2 separate regions of the Anas platyrhynchos genome follow, and region 2 is linked to region 1. The links are chromatin contacts, called in public Hi-C maps. All regions are on one chromosome and are shown on one strand. The core of a region is the stretch at or near the end of the contact, and the rest is flanking DNA. Distances in the headings are between cores, read along the strand shown. Region 1 overlaps PREP (prolyl endopeptidase). Region 2 overlaps POPDC1 (popeye domain cAMP effector 1).

Evidence for each region. Hi-C and Micro-C count contacts between places; a contact is called where the count stands out from the background.
Region 2: a contact with region 1 is called in a Hi-C map of liver, with 2.5 times the contacts expected there. The contact joins two enhancer-like sites. A contact is called at or near these places in 3 of 8 Hi-C or Micro-C datasets (F1 follicle, liver and subcutaneous adipose tissue).

What each region holds. Positions count from the first base shown.
Region 1 is chr3:74,893,634-74,897,573 of IASCAAS_PekinDuck_T2T, forward strand. The region is part of intron 6 of PREP (prolyl endopeptidase); the gene reads left to right. Among named protein-coding and RNA genes, the nearest start is that of PREP, 16 kb to the left of the region's middle. Within about 2 kb of position 2,073, at least 1 of the 8 cell types and tissues checked has an H3K27ac peak or open chromatin away from gene starts, as enhancers often do.
Region 2 is chr3:75,035,429-75,039,368 of IASCAAS_PekinDuck_T2T, forward strand. All of the region lies in intron 5 of POPDC1 (popeye domain cAMP effector 1), which reads left to right. Among named protein-coding and RNA genes, the nearest start is that of POPDC1, 34 kb to the left of the region's middle. Within about 2 kb of position 2,018, at least 2 of the 8 cell types and tissues checked have an H3K27ac peak or open chromatin away from gene starts, as enhancers often do.

The sequences.
Region 1 (3,940 bases), core at 823-3,322:
AAACTACATGTGTGGTTGTGATGCAAATTCCTTTTCCTTGGGGGATTGGTATTGCAGTCTTGATTCATGAGCATATCCTGCTTTGTAGGGTGGCGAAAGTTTGCAGACTTGCATATAATTTCCATGTCATTTAATCATTTAATGCTGTATTCTGTATTAGGTGTAGAGGTACTCTTCTTATTGGAAAGGTCTTGTTTAGCAAAGCCATCTTGGAGATAATAGCACAGTAATAGAGCCTTTTCTTAACTGAGTTGAAGAAACAGTGCTGGAGCATTTCAAGATCAGAAATACAGAACAGAATGTTAGGAGGACCAAGGAAGAGAACTCATTGCACGGTTCTTACAGGGGGTAGCAAAAAGTTTTCCAGGCCAGAGTGTAGAGAAGTAGCCATCCTACATCTTCTGGCTCTTCTGTTGTGAGCAAAAACCGTGAGGCAAGCTTCAACATAAAAAGTGTCTTTTTCTCTGATACCAAATGCTTGGGTAGTATTTGTGATAAATGAAAATATATACCCCACACACTTTTGAGCATTTAATATAAGGGATAGGAAGAGTGTACTGGTAGTAGTAGTTCTTGCTATAGAACATGAGAGTAATAGAATCTATTGCAGGTGCTAGTTCTGAAATCACCGGGATTGAAACATCTCCCTGAATATTGGGATAAAGGGGAAGGTGGTGAATAGAGAACACACATCACTATTGTGCATTCTTGTTTAATAAATGAACGTGGCTGCTTATAACTTCTCCTAATCTGTAGGAGGCATAATCTTCTGGAGATACTGATATTTAAGAAGAAATGCTATTTTAAGGTGTGGCAAAGCAGAGATCTGCCTCAGTAAATAACCATGAGCTTATCTGAGTGGTGGTACTAAATAAAACAGCTGATTTTCTAGGGTGTGCTGTGAGCTCTAGCTGTTAAATGTGGCTCTGTTTTCCTGATATTAATGAAAGATGGTTTTTAATGGTCAGGAGAAAACAAATATTCTGCAATTAAAGTATACCACTGTGACTGCAAAATGTGGTTTCATCTTTGTGGAATAGGTCAAAAATCTCCTTTTCAGACCATCCAAACAAGTTTTCTGGTCAATTTTTTGAAAGCATGTCCTTGAGAAAGTGGAAGACCACAAAATAATAGGGAAAAATTAAAAGTAGCCTTAGTAAAAATCAAATGATACAGCTTATTGGCACTACCCTAAATATAAATATTCTTACCTGGTACTAATATGCTGCCAGAGATTTTAGAATACAGCTTTGCACAGCTCAGTATTTTATGAAAGTCTGCTTACTTGCATTCTTGTCAGATTAAAATAAAAACATTTGTTTATTACAGGGCCTTGCTGGCCAAATAGGCAGAGACAGTTGGATTCTCTTCTGTTGTACACAAGCTCCAGGGAAGACGGTTGGATTATGGCGTGGGTGATTTAAGTATCAACGCACACAACCTTTCTTTATATCAGGGATGGAACTTGAAGTTTTGTACTTAAGTTTTGAGCAAAAATTGCAGGTGTTGAAACCATAGGGTAGATGGAGAATAATACCTTACTTGCCAGCGAAAAGTACCTGACAAGGAGATCTTTCAGAGACTGCAAAAGCTCTAATGTTGCCATCATACTTGAAAAAAAATAAGTAATCTTGGGTACATTGTAGGGAGTTGGAGCGGTTTTAGCTTCAGTGGAGAGAAGAATCTAGGTGACTGATTAGGACAGAAGAGGGTTGAGTAAAACTTTGTCAGCTTATTGTATTTACAAGGCAACAGGTAAGAAAATACCTTCAGCATTTTAACTTGTTACTCATTCAACACCAGCATTAAGCATGCTTAATCTGGTGCTGGAACTGGTGTTGGGATAGAAAGACAGATGCATTTCCATCTCCGCACTTGAATGGATTGCTTTTGAGAAAAATCTGTTTATTGCTAATCATACTTCATATCTAGGTCAGTTTTGAAGAAGATGCTATCAAATCTTTTCGTTAGTTGAGAAAACACTTAACTTTTCTGGTACAGATTCTAGGATGGTAGAGGAGTTGGGAAGAAGCAGAGAGAGAGCTCGAGTAACATCCCAGTAGATGGCAGTCTGGTATGAAGATTTTTAAAACCTTTGCAATGTCATCGGTACTCTCTGAAAGCAGAGGAGCTTCCCAGGCTTCTATCTCTGTGGCGTGTTCTTGTTTCTTCTCCAGACTCGTGTATCATAACTGTCTTTCACAGCCAGACTGTTATTGTCAAAGTTAAACAGTAAATTATATAAGAGTCTTTCACAGTTGGTGGTGTTAAAAGTCACTGCTGTAGAGGCAGGAATGTAAGCAGGAGGGAAAGGAGAGGGCTGGGGAACCCTCCTGTCCTAATTCTGCCAGAAGTAAACAAGTACGGTTTGTTGTCTGACACACACTGCGTGCAATCCATAACCTGATGAAAATATATATATATATATATTTTTTTAAGGTTCAGAGCTGTCAGTTTACATCAGTGGTTCCCAGCCAGGGAGGTGAACTTGCAAATGAAATTCAGAGTGCAGAGGAACAACCTCGGCCAGACGTGTGCTGGCGAGGGCACGTTTTCACTGCAAGAATGTGAAAGTGCAGCATCCACAGGGGAAGAATGAACAGAAATAAACAGGGAAGGCTCAAAACATTGTCAGTTTGCTCAAGTGAAACAGCCAGGCAAACTTTCGGGCTGCAAACAGGGACGGTAATCTCTTACAGAGCCAAGTTCCTGATGCTGTGGGGCTTTCATTGCACTCAAAAGCAAGTTAATGACCACAGAAAAAAACAGTTTCAGTGTTAGTCTGTTACCTCAGAAGGCTGCTAATCTTACTCTGTGCTAGATTTAAGGAGAATGCCTGTAAATACCCATGTGCCTATTGCTTTGTTCCCTTTGGAACAAGGCTGTCTCATGTAGGAAATCGAAGGAATAGGGATATTGAGTTAATGCCCAAAGCAGTTTTTCTAGGCTAGGGAATGGATGGTGGGAGAGCACACTGATATGTTTACATATAATAAGGCTATGTGCTGCCTAGAGTATATCCAGACTCCTCCTGGGTGTAAAAAGTGGGATTCTGTTAGACCTGATCCTGAAATCAACCATTGCTGTGATCACCCGCTATCACTTCTTCTGAAATGTAGTTGATTAAACCAGTGTGATACAAATAGAAAACAAAACAAGCATTTGTAGTAGCTGCTGCAGTGCTGTGTTTTGGATTTAGGATGAGAATAATGCTGATAACACGGGGATGTTCCAGCTGGTACAGAGCAGTGCTCGCACAGAGCCAAGGCCTCTCCTGCTCTTGGTGCTGCCCGGCCAGCGAGGAGGCTGGGGGTGCCCCAGGAGCTGGGAGGGGACACGGCCAGGACAGCTGGCCCAGGCTGCCCAAAGGCATGTCCCACACCGTGTGGCACCGTGCTCAGTGACAGCAGCTGGGGGTGTCAGCCACTGATTGGGGATGGGATGAGCATCGGTCAGCAGGTAGTGAGCAATTCCATTGTGCATCGCTTGTCTTCTATATTCTTTTATTATTATTTATTATTATTATTTTCCCTTCCTTCTCTGAGATTATCTGTCTCTATCTCAACCTGTGATTGATTTATTTTATTCTTTACCCCATCCCAATTTTCCACCTTGATAATAAAAAGGGCAAAAGTGGTAAAAACTAATTGATTAGCTTAAAATGGTCTTGATATGATAATATGCATTTGGAGGGATTGTATTTGTGAACTAAAAATAGAAGGCTCTTTCCTATCCTAAATCTTGCAGTGGTGACTACCCAGATAGTACTCAAAGAACTAGCATTAATATTCACTGGGGTTGCTGTCAAGCCACTTTACTTGGAAGCAAAGCACTTTAATGTCTCTCCTATTGACTTTTTAGTTGAGCAGCAATGCATAAAGCCAGGAAGTCTGAAAACCTTACAGCCTTCTGCTTGTTCTTGTTTGTTTGTTTAATTATG
Region 2 (3,940 bases), core at 768-3,267, 140 kb after region 1:
GGCACGTCTGTATATGTATATCATAGGAAATCATTTAACCCTGATTTTTGTAGATGTGTACACTCATCTTTCAAAATACTTCTTGTAGTGATGAAGCTTGCAACACTTAGTTGAGATAGATGCCTATAGAGTTGCATACTCCAGATCTCAACCAGATCCAGGGAACAAAAGTGGGGAGCTTGAAGAAACAGTCTTCCCTATGAAAACTTTCTAGCTGCTCTTTCTGCTGGGACTAGAATTACTACAGGAAGAGCATTCTTAAAACAAATGTCAGTTCTGTTGACTTTAAGAATGAATGACTACATCTTGACATTCTCTATAATCCTGGACAGAGAACAAATTAAAATCTTGAAACCACCACCACTGATGCCTTTACTAAATCTCTCTTTCCCTCAATCTTATTCAATATTAAACTGCTTTCTAAAGACAGAAATGTTCAGGCAACAAAAATGTTAAAATGTAGGAGGAATATCAAATACTTGTAACTGGGAAGTGCTCTACACAGGCATCAGCTGCGTTCTTATGTAGTCTCTGTCACATACTGACACTGAAATATTACATAGTTCAGGACATAAGCACTTCCAGAAATGAAAGGCCTCTGAGAGGAAGCAGATTACACTTGAGTCTAACAATTAAGAGCACTTTCAAAGAGTACAAATAATGTGTTGTGGCTTCTACTTCTGAGACAATAAGTTTACCTTATGAAAGAGGAATGAAGAACTGGAGTCATCTTGTCTCGCTTTGACAGAGTCATAGAATGGCTCAGGTTGGAAGGGACGTCAAAGATCATCTAATTCCAACCCTCCTGCCATAGGCAGGGATGCCACACACTAGACCAGGTTGCTCAGGGCCTCATCCAACCTGGCCTTGAACACCTCCAGGGATGGGGCATCCACAACCTCTCTGGGCAACCTGTGTCATATGCAAACTTGCTGAGGGTACACTCAAGCCTACTGTCTATGTTGTTGATAAGGATATTAAACAGTACCAGTCCCAGGGTTATACATCTAGTTTAAGCTAGTTTATCCGGTGTCATTCAAGCCACCTACCTAATACCTGTTGAAGGTGTGATATTGCCATCCGTCTCCAGTGACTAGAGAACGAGCATGCACAACCATTGCTAACTACTAACCTACCTTTATATACTCACAATTAAGTGAGATGCATTTCATTGCTGCTTTCTAGCAGTATGAGGAAAAAAAATTCACTTCATGCTAATTTAAATTGTACCACAAAGGAGAACTGGAGTCCAGAGTCTGGTTTTTGAAATATTTTTATTCCTGCCACTGTAAGAGTGGTCTGTGTCCTCAGCATCTCTGAAAACTAGGCTCTAAATTCTTAGTAAATTGTGTGAATTTAAATAGCGGAAAATATATGGAAGCAGGGTAGTATCCCAAGCAATGTATAAATTGCCTTTTTACAGGCTATGAACAGCAAGATTACTGGAAGAAATGATGCCTGGTAGTCACATATGTCTTTTTAGCTCTCATACAGATTCTGCTTACTATGAACTTTCAGGCTCTTTTTTTTAGTGTTTTTCTATAAAAAGCTAGAGGATGCAAAAAAAAAAAAAAGAAGAAGTTAGATTTTAAATTAGATTTTCTGTCTGCATCTATTATATTGCCCATCACAAAATCAATTTTATTTAGTCATGCTCACAAATCACATTTTTAAGGAAATAAAAGAATGGAAGATAATTACAAGTTAGCCATATTACAAAATGAATAATTGATATTTTCAGTTAAATATTTATTTTATTAAACATGGCATGCTAAGTAACAGTGAATTTCTTTTCTGACCAAAAGATTATTTCTGCAGTTTTGACTCCTTGGAGCTTTACAGATTTGGCTTTTCCAGTCTGAGTGGAAGCTGAAAGAGTCTAATCAGTGTCTCTACAGAGCTCTGACTCGGAGCTTTGGCAGGATCCCAAAATATTTCAACCATTGCTGAACAAAACATTACACCTACCCATATGGCTCATTTGGAATATGACCCACAAGCATGACTGGAGAAGGAGTCAACTGTGCTTGCAGAGGGTGAATAATCTGTTACAAGGAGGGCTATCTGAAGTGTATCTACAGTGTCCAACCTGATCGGTCTTTAGGAAAGTAGTTGCGGATGTTTTCTTTCCTAAGTATTAAACACACAAGGGAGATCATGAAATCTGAATTATGTGCTAGTTAAGGGAGTGAATTAGCACTCTAGGGCCAAGTTATCTCCTCATGTCTTTATTGTTTTGAATTCAGGAGTCTTGGGAGCTACCTGTATGTTTATCAGGGAAAGGAATTTCTCTCTCTTTGACTTGCAGTGCTCGTGGATAGAAAGAGGTACAAGTTAAATTGGTATGGGACCTAAAAATGAGTGAGTTCCTGGAGAAGCTATGGACCAAACAAATTGCCCAACTTCACATGTATATGGAACATATTTTGAAATCAAACAATTCAGGGCAATCCCCAACACAAGAGACATAGACGTAGTGGAGGGAGCCCAACAAAGGGCCACGATCATGAAGGGACCAGAGCATCTCTCCTATGAGGAGAGGCTGAGAGAGCTGGGACTGTTCAGCCTGGAGAAGAAGAAGTTCAAGTGGGATCGTGTCAATGTGTATAAATACCTAAAGGGAGGTTGCAAACATGCAAAGATGACAATGCCAGGCTCTTTTCAGTGGTGCCCAGTGATGGAACAACACGCAATAGGCACATACTGAAACCTGAACATAAGGAAACACTTTTTACTGTGCAGATGATGGAGCACTGGCACAGGTTGCCCAGAAAGGTGGTGGGGTCTCCATCCTTGGCAATGTTCGGAATCTGTCTGCACAAGATACTGGGCAATGTTACTCTTCGTGGCCCTGCTTGAGCAGAGGCTTGGACACGATGACCTCCAGAGGTCCCTTCCAAGCTCAATTATTCTGTGACTTTATTGATCATCTTGTCTGAACATTTGTATTCCAGCCCTCCTCTTCTCAGTCCTGTGGCAGAGATGGTATTATAGGAGAAGGGAGACATGTAACAAAATCCCGCCAAAGCAATGTAATAGAATGATCCATTTAAATGTTTTGAGGAGACAGTAAGTCACAGTTGATGGAGGTGTATGTATGGACAGATCAAAAAAGTTAAACAAAAATAAAATATTTTAATATTGTTGTGGGTGGCAAATGTACACAAAGTTAACAGTAAGTTCAGCTATGTATAAGCAAAAGAAAGTTCTCAGGAGCTCTCAGAAGAATTTTTTGTATTAAGCCCTTGGAAATAGGTATTGGTGTCTGTTTTTCAAGGCCACATAGAAATCTCTGAAGTTTATAAACTTGCTTCCACTTTCCATATTTTGAGGATGTTTGGGTGAAAAGTGAAGACTGCAGGTTTGGGATGCTCTTGTTGAGCTTTTATAGAAAAATAAAGGCTGCAAAGACCATCCTGAAAGGTTATGAAATTATAATGTCAAGGTCACATAAGCAGCCTTATCTCTTCCTGTGCAGAAATTTAATAAGTAGCTATATCCTGTTTCTCTGGGATTAACCCACCATCTCTTCTTGATTGTCAGTTCCAGAGTGATTCCCATGGAGTTCAGTGGCCCATCTGTGGGATGGATGGCATCCAGTGATTGAGCTTGTGGGTGATAAGCTTCAAATATGGTTCCATAAGTCTGGAAAGTTTCTGCTTCGGCTCAATTTGTTCTAGATTTAAATAAAAGACATATAAACCTGAATGAATTTTCCAAAAACCTCTGTTATGCTTGATTCACTATTCAGCACTCATATGTAATTCTATGAAGAACAGCTCAGGGAGGATTTTTGGTACGGAATACATAGGTTTTGTAGGAGTTAAAGACTATTATTTTAGCCCTAAAATAGTCTTCTGGGGAGGAAATAGTATATACTTGACAGTTGGAAGCTCTCATGGGCCTCAGTCAACCCAGGGCCTCCCACAATCATTTTGGA